3 separate regions of the Rattus norvegicus genome follow, and all the other regions are linked to region 3. A link is a contact called in public Hi-C data. All regions are on one chromosome and are shown on one strand. Each heading gives the region's core, a stretch centred on a gene start, on an enhancer-like site or on the middle of the called end of the contact. The rest is flanking DNA. Distances are from core to core; before and after follow the strand shown.

What was found. A called contact is a pair of places that touch in the nucleus more often than the background predicts.
Region 1: a contact with region 3 is called in a Hi-C map of the A7r5 cell line, with 4 times the contacts expected there. The contact joins the enhancer-like site here to the promoter of Mgat5 in region 3. A contact is called at or near these places in 3 of 12 Hi-C or Micro-C datasets (the A7r5 cell line, Schwann cells and frontal cortex) and 1 of 1 datasets of contacts at active chromatin or transcription factors (oligodendrocytes).
Region 2: a Hi-C map of the A7r5 cell line shows a contact between it and region 3, with 2.8 times the contacts expected there. The contact joins the enhancer-like site here to the promoter of Mgat5 in region 3. A contact is called at or near these places in 2 of 12 Hi-C or Micro-C datasets (the A7r5 cell line and mammary epithelial cells) and 1 of 1 datasets of contacts at active chromatin or transcription factors (oligodendrocytes).

Annotation. Positions count from the first base shown.
Region 1 is chr13:41,435,874-41,438,573 of GRCr8, forward strand. The region is part of intron 11 of Mgat5 (alpha-1,6-mannosylglycoprotein 6-beta-N-acetylglucosaminyltransferase); the gene reads left to right. Among named protein-coding and RNA genes, the nearest start is that of Mgat5, 210 kb to the left of the region's middle. Within about 2 kb of position 1,383, at least 36 of the 93 cell types and tissues checked have an H3K27ac peak or open chromatin away from gene starts, as enhancers often do. A contact at or near this core is called in the A7r5 cell line, where this site is marked.
Region 2 is chr13:41,022,821-41,025,520 of GRCr8, forward strand. No RefSeq gene overlaps it. Among named protein-coding and RNA genes, the nearest start is that of Nckap5, 190 kb to the left of the region's middle. Within about 2 kb of position 1,396, at least 2 of the 93 cell types and tissues checked have an H3K27ac peak or open chromatin away from gene starts, as enhancers often do. A contact at or near this core is called in the A7r5 cell line, where this site is marked.
Region 3 is chr13:41,227,392-41,230,091 of GRCr8, forward strand. It overlaps Mgat5 (alpha-1,6-mannosylglycoprotein 6-beta-N-acetylglucosaminyltransferase), which reads left to right and starts at 1,271. Exons shown (of 18, transcript NM_023095.1): 1 at 1,271-1,376.

The sequences.
Region 1 (2,700 bases), core at 133-2,632, 210 kb after region 3:
AGGCATGGAATTCCCCTTGGAGCCGCCACACACGGGGGCCAAGCTTAGGCCCTCTGCAAGAGCAGCAAGGGCTCTTAACCACGGAGCCTCTTGTCCAGCAGCCAAGAAGGTCGGGTTTGGTATCAGCCAGGCCTATGGCTATGGATTCTGTATAAGCAGAGTGAAGAACACTCGTGTTGAGAGTTGGTGTCTTGCCTGGATGCATACAGCTGCTGGGCAGCTCCTTTTGGTCAACCACAAGGAGCCTAGCACCCGGAAGAACCACCTTCTTGTGTGTGGGGGGGGGGGGCGGGGGGGCAGGGGATGTTTAAAAAAACACCCAGGGTCTGGTGACAAGTTTCGTTACAGAGACATAGAAGAGTCAGACATGTTCTGACCATTGCGTCTGTAGGTGCGTGATGCCCTCAGCCACCAACATGCAAGGTGCTGTTCCTCAAGTTATCTCACAGTAAAACTGGGAGTTGAAACTTTCAAATATGGATGAGATTTCTGGGGGCTTCTAGATGTAGTGTGTGTTTTCACGGAGTCTCAAATTTGATTTAGTACCGAACTACAGTTGCACCATGGCAGTAAGGATAGATGGGAGTGTGGCTTAGTTACTGTGTTTGCCTAGCAGGTAGGGAGTCTCTGGAGTCCATCCCCAGGAACACATAAGCTGTAGTGGTGGTTGTCTCAGTTCTAGCGATGGAGAGATGGCAGCAGGAGGAGGAGAAGTTCAAGGTCATCCTTGGCTGTACAGTGAGTGGCCTATAGAGGGGGCTAGAGGAGACCCTGCCTCCAAGAAAGGAAAAAAAAAAAAAAATAGACTCTTCCCTCCCTCTCTTACATCCAAGCTAAATGCTAAAAGAATCTTTGACACGTGCACCAAAAAATAAAAAAATTGCATGTGTGTATTTTTTCTTCTTTTGTGGATTTTTAATCATCTTGCTTTTATTATGTTTTAGATAACGCATCACATAACAAGACCCACAAAACACTTTAGATGGTCATTGTGTTGTAAGTGCCTGTATGGGGACATAGACAAACTGAGTCACAGAACAAATATGCCAAGAGTGGAGTGTTAGTCACTCCAACAGTTTCCTGAAAATACAAGTTAAAAACCATCATCTTAAAGTCTAGAGCCCTAGAGCAACAAAGGAAAGGGTGCTTAACATGCACAGGCTGTCTTCCCATCACCCTGTTCTTTCCAGTTCTAGTGCCCTCCCCTCTGTGCTTCTCAAAAAGGAGGAAAAAAGGAAAACTAGCAGGAAAACGGTGAGCAGCCAGCCCTTGCTTTGTCTCTCGTTGGCCATAGAATTTATTCAGTAATTTCCCCTTCAACTAATGTAGCCATTGTCCTTGCCTCTGGGCACTTGTTCAAACACACAGAAATGGGAGAACAGATTGGCTGACTGAGCACAGCTCCTCAGTCAGGGCCCTGTTACCTCCTCCTCCTGTGGCCCTCATTAGGCCCTGCCTTGGAGATGAGCTGGTGAGGGGTAGGATCTGCGTAGCCTGCACATCCCACAGAGCGCCTTTGCAGCACTGCCTCCCTTCTTCATCTTCCTCTCATAAGGATGAGAGTAGAGCTAGGGTGTCTCACTCTGAGCAGGTCACCTCCGATGGGTTGAGAAGGTCTCTGGAGGCAGGGGAGTGGCTCTCAGTACTATAGTACACCCTCAGCACCCACATAAAAAGGCCTGGTGTGGCAGCTGTCACTCACCGTCCCAGCCTATGGGAGGTAGAGACGGGTAGATTAATGGAGCTCACTGGGCAGACCCGCTAGCCCAACCAGCGAGCTCAAGTTCAGTGTTAACTTTAGGGACGCTAAAGATGCAGCTCAGTGACTAAAAGCAAACACTGCTCTTCAAATTCTAGCACCCATGTCAGGCAAGTCACAACTTCCTATAACCCCATTTCTAGGGGGTCTGATGCCCTCTTCTGGCCTCATGCAGGGACACACCTCTACACATAAATAGTGTTTAGAAAAAAACCAGTAAGGTGGAAATTGATTGAGGAAGACACCTGACCTGTCTCCCACATACAAATAATGTCACTTGTGTGTGAATGCCCAACCCCCCTTCCACCACCATACATACAGAGAGAGAGAGAGAGAGAGAGAGAGAGAGAGAGAGAGAGAGAGAGAGAGATCTGGACTGACTGTAAATGGCAAAGCATTCCTTAGCTCTTAGAAACCCAGAGCAAAGCAAAAGAGAAGTTTGCACCCAAAGGTGAATGGCGGTCACGGCTGAAGTTGCAGAACGTGGATTGCACTGGACGGACGGCCTCAATTCCTGGGGGAGTTTGCTTCTGTGTTATTTATGCAGGTTCGGTTTGAGTCAGACTAAACAAGGGTTGCTTCCTGTCTTATCAGCTGTGTGTGACCTTCACTGAGCCATCACCCAGCGAGCTGAAATTTATCTGAACAAGATGGGAGGCAGAGTTGATGAAGGTTACTATTTAATCAAGAGAGAATTGTCTTCCAATCAGATAGCCCCCTCCCAGTGAAACATACTTGAAAATTATACAGGGCTGAGGCAACGGCTCCCGTTGTTAAAGTGAGAGCCACAGGCAAACCTGAATTCCCAGAACCCACATAGTAGGAAGCCAGGCATGATGACACACACTTGAAGCCCAGCACTAGGGAGGCAGAGAGAGGAAGCTAACTGGGTTCACTGCTACACATCTGCCTAGTCAGTGAACCTGGTGTGGGCCCTAGTG
Region 2 (2,700 bases), core at 146-2,645, 200 kb before region 3:
GTGATCCTTTAATGCAGTTCCTCATGTTGTGGCGACCCCCAACCATAAAATTATTTTCATTGCTACTTCATACCTGTAATTTTGCTACTGTTATGAATCACAATGCAAATATGTGATATTTCTGATGGTCCTAGGAGACCCCGTGAAAGGATTGTTCAACTCCCAGGCTGAGAACCACCGCTCCCCAGTTTCTCCTTGTGTACTCTTCAATGCCTCCCTCACAGTACAGCTACCCCAAAGTCTTCCTTAAGTCTGCCCTTCTGTCATAGCATTCTGATCTGGTTTTGCTCTTTGCTCTCCACTCAGAATTAACTGCTTAATCCGACCCAGGCCTCCCAGTGATAATTCCCATGGTTCCACACATGCATATTAAACCGCAGTCAAGTTCAGTGATTACTGAACCGGAAAGGAGATTAGCAATAAATCAAAGTCTTAAGGAAACCATTTGTAGCTTATAAAAAGGATGCCCCGTATGCACCGTATTTCAAATGATATTTACATCTGCTCTTTAGTACAGGACATAAAGTGTAGCCGGATCAAATACCATTGATCTGGGGAAGACAATGAAATCATAGTGACTCTCAGTGGACATGTGTCTCTGTAGTGGAGTGTTGTAGTTTCACATCTGTCGCTATGATAAAATATCTTGGGGGAAAAAAAAACTAGTTTAATGGAAAACGGGCTTATTTTACTTCACAATTCCTGATTACAGCCCAACCCTTCGGGGACATCAAGGCAGCAGGACCTTGAAGCAGCCAGTTACATCACACTCATAGTCAAGAGCAGAGAGCAGTAAATTAATGCATGCCTGTGCCTGTGCTCAGCTCGCACTCTCTAGTGCACACACACACACACACACACACACACACACACACACACACACACACACACACACACACCGTTAAATACTAAAAAAATGCTACTCTCTGGCCCCAGTGGTCTTGCCACCGCCACAGCCTGCCTCCAAGCACCCATGCTATCGCCTCAGGGCACCGGCGGGCCTGGCCTGTTCTCCTCTCGGAAGACTCTTGACCAGGGAGCTCTGAAATCTCTCCGCCCGACTCACTAAGTAAGTTTTCATGGCGGGTCGCTGCCACGCCAGCCCCATGCATCCAAATTCCCATGGCTGGCTGGGGTGCCCTGCCACTGTACCTTTCTCTGGAACTCAGTTAGGTTGCCATGTGAAGGAAAACGCCACACAAACTTAATTTAGAACCAACAGGTAACTCAATCGCTGGGTGCAGCAACTAGCATCCTAATTTGTAAGCCATTCTAAGTTAAATCCTATGGTGGGGAATCCTGGCGGATCTGCCATCTAAACCGGGGGCCTCTGTTTTGCTACATGCTGCTTCCCCCAGGCTCTCCCGGTCCCAAAGCTAGTCACCTTTTCCTGGCTCTTCTCTTTCGCCCTCTGACCCGGAAGTCCCGCCTACTTGCCCAGTGATTGATTGGTCCCCTGAAATCTTCATTCTCTAGGTGAATATCCATACACACAAACACACGCGCGCGCGCGCGCGCGTGTGTATAAATTTGAACAAGAGAATTTGCATTACTGAATGTTAGATTCTGTGATATCTGTTTTGACCGTAGATGCTTACTAAATCCATACAGCATAGGAGATTTATAAAAATTCTCTACCCATTGCATTCACTGGCAAGGACTGCTATAACAAAATGCCACAGACAAGCCGACTAAACAAGAGAAGACTATTTTCTCAATGTTTTGAATGCTGGGAATCCTGGAGTTAAGTTTCTAGCAATTTCCACTCTGACTCTTCCTCCAGCCTGTAGATGGCAGTCTCCTCCCTGGAACCTGTGTTCTCACTCTTACAAGGGTATCTCTACTTGTTACTCTATCTGACAAAACCAGTTTAAGGCAGAAAGGTTTTATTTGGACTGGCAGTTTGAGGGCACAGTGCATCTTGGTGGAGAAGGCATGGTGGCAGGAATATAAGGCAGCTGCTCACACCGTGTTTGCACTGGGAAGTAGAAGGCAGAGGGGAAAGCGACCAGGCTATAAAGACCCAAAGGCACATAGTCAGTGATCTGCTTCCCCCAGCAAAGCACTGCCTCCTGAAGATTCTACCGCCCTCCCACCCAGTGCCTTCAGCTGGGAACAAGCATTTGAACATGGGAATCTATGGGGGGTGTTTCACATTCAAACCACAACATAGGCAAACCAAATGCATGAAATTAGAAGTTATAACAATGACTTGATTTGACTTTGTTATTACCTTGAAGGACTTCCGCTCCAAATGATCTCATTCTCAGGTACTTGGTGTTAGGATTTCAGGGCTGGGGGATGTGGCTCAGTTAGTAGAGTGCTTGCCTAACACATGAAAAGACCTGGGTTTTGTCCTCAGCACTACATTAACCAGGCATGCTAGCATACATCTGTAACTACAGCACTGGCCAGGAGACAGGAGGTCAAGGTCGTTGTAGTGACACAGAGAGTTCAAAGTTAGCCTGGGCTACACGACCTCCACCCCACACTGTGAGTGTGTGTGTGTGTGTGTGTGTGTGTGTGTGTGAGAGAGAGAGAGAGAGAGAGAGAGAGAGAGAGAGAGAGAGGTTAATATGAATGGGAAGGATACAATTCGTTGCTCAATGACCCCTTTTGTATAGGAGGCTACAAAAACTCAGTGTAGGGGGTTGGGGATTTGGCTCAGTGGTAAAGCGCTTGCCTAGCAAGCGCAAGGCC
Region 3 (2,700 bases), core at 21-2,520:
ATGTAAATGCATGGCCAGCTCCCTGGAGGGTGGCTGATTGAATATTTCATGCTAGTCAGTGTTTCGTGGTGGTGCCCTCCGGGCTGGAGATGTGCTTTATTTCTTTTTGAATTTACAAGAGTACCGCGTTAAGCTGTCCAGGCTGCTCATAAAACGCAGACACAGCAGAGCAAAGAAGCCCATTAGAAAAATTGTGTGCCTACTGTGTACCAGTCACTGCCAAACCCTTTACAAATATTTCACTCCCTCTTCACAATAACATCACGAAAGCAGCCGTTATTGCTCTCATCAATGGAGCCCTTGAGAGGAGCACGATAATTGGCTTGCTCAGGGTCACCAAAACCAAGGGCATGGTGGCTGATGCTTGTAATTTCCCGCACTCAGGAGATGGAGGCAAGAGGGTCCAGAGTTCGAGGTTATCCTCTGCTAGAAAGCAAGTTGGTTAGGGCCAGTCAGGGTCAGGTAAGACTGCACCTTCCATTCCCACCCTACCCCCCAAATCACAAAATAAACAAATACGAATCTGTTCAGAAAAAAAAAAACCCACGGGACAGAAATTCCTACTGCTTTTGCCAATCTATTCTACCAAGTATAAAATGGAGCTCAGGGCGTTTATTAAAGTTGGCAAGACCCCTAAATAGTTGAGCCCGCCATCTCCCTCCCCACTGGCTTCACTGCTGAGGTGGCCCAGAGATCATCACTCCGGAGGATGCACTGTATGTAACAGTAATTGTACCCTGCCCCTGACCTTGCTAGAGTATTATTTACTCAACTCCTTCGGTCTAGCTCTCTGCCTGTTTCTCCTTGGGCTGCATGCAGAATGGAGCGGCTTCAAGTGCTCTTGTACAGGGTCTAGAGTTTGCAGACGATCCCCGAGAAGCAGAGGCGTTCCGAATTGGCTGAGCGCTCTGCCGGGGTGGGCGGGGAATTTGCCGAACGTCCGTGGCCCGGAATCCCTTTGCCTTAGAGATCCGCGCGAGCCCAGAAGCTGAGAGAAGTTGGGTAGGTCGATCTGGAAAGGGTAGTAGAAACCTCGAAAAGATCTCCTAACCATTCGGTCCTGATCGTTTGGACCCAGGAGGAACGTCCCCGCTTGCGTCTAGGGGCGGAAGGTGGACGCGCTGCGCACGGCCTCGCCAGGGCTGGTAGTTTTCAGACCGTCCCTGCCGAGGCCCGCTCGCCCGGCAGCCCTGCGGCTCCCGCGGTGGCGGCGGCCACCCCAGGCTCCATCCAGCCCAGGTAGCTGTGCCTCAGTCTCTGGGGGCGCTGTGACCCCGCTCCTGGCTGTGCCTGGGACCCCAGTTCCCAGGAGCACGGTTGCAGGAGAGTGACCCCGACTGCTACTGATGGTGCTTCTGCTGCTCCTCTACTAGCAGGTAAGAGCTGCTGCAGGGTCGAACGATCGATTCAGAAGCTCGCCATCCCCCCTCGGGGAGATGCACGGACTGTGGATCGCGAGGGACGCGTGGGGGACGCTAGGGGAGCTGAGACAGTCCTTATCCGGTCCAACGCTGACACCCGGGGCTGCGTGGGTGGATGTACTGGCCGTGTTTGATTTGGGACGGGGGAGGGAACCCCAGAGTACAACCGAAGGGACCCACTTGGAGGGTCCACCACCTGCTCAGTAGCATCCCATCTCATGGGACCCTGAAGATCTTCCCTGAGGCTTTTAGGCTTCCAAGGAACTGTCCAGAGGGGGCTCGGGTGGCGTGGGCTGGAGGAGGCGAGAAGGAGGAGGAGATTGGCATTTTGGACGTTGGGACCGCGGTGAAACCAGAAACCAGGATGCCAGCGTGAGCGGGGCTAGGGTCCTAGGGATCCGAGAGCTCAGCATGAGATGTGCCTTGAACCAGTTGGAAAGAAGAATGAAGGAGTGGGGCCCCAGTTCCCTGGGGAGAAGGAATATGAAGATCCAGAGCTCCGGGTTGAGAGGTCAAGAAGACCCTTCGGAACCCAGATAGTACTGGGGACCGCCAGCCCCGACCACGATCCAGCCGGCGTGCACCCACGACTGGGAGATGGCAGAGGCTGCGGGATGTAAGGGCGACACCCGCGTACACACTCCCCTAGAGCATGCTCAGTGCGGTCCTGGGAACTTCCTGCCGAGTCGCCAGGCCAGTCGCTTTGGTCCCCTTTGGGGCCACAGCTCACAAAATTGGGGGTAGGGGATGTGTGAGTGGGGATCTCTGTGCCCTCTTGTTCACCCTTTTTCATTCCCGGGCCTCTGCCTGGCCTGTGACTGCCACCACAGTTCTGCTTTCTAGAGCCACTCTGGCCTCAGGAGATGGGGGCGTGGATGTCATACCCTTGCTCCCTGCGGGTAGAAGACCAGAGGCCTGATACTGCGTTGGTCTGCCAGGTGGACCGACTCTCTGGGAACGCAGGCCACTCAGTCGCGCGCATTTACTCTGTGCTGGGAGCAGGTTGGGTGGAAGGGGGTGTGTGAGCCTGGCAACATTTGCGCGCGCTCCCAGTCCATGTCACACACAAAGCCACCGCAGGGAAGAGGGAAGGGGTGGCGCTTGTATTTGTTTCCCCCAGTGGCTTTTGGAGAACCCTTGAGCTGTGTGCATGCCTGTCTCTCTCTCTCTCTGTCTGTCTGTCTGTCTGTCTGTCTGTCTCTGTCTCTGTCTCTGTCTCTGTCTCTCTCTCTCTCTCTCTCTCTCTGTGTGTGTGTGTGTGTGTGTGTGTGTGTGTGTG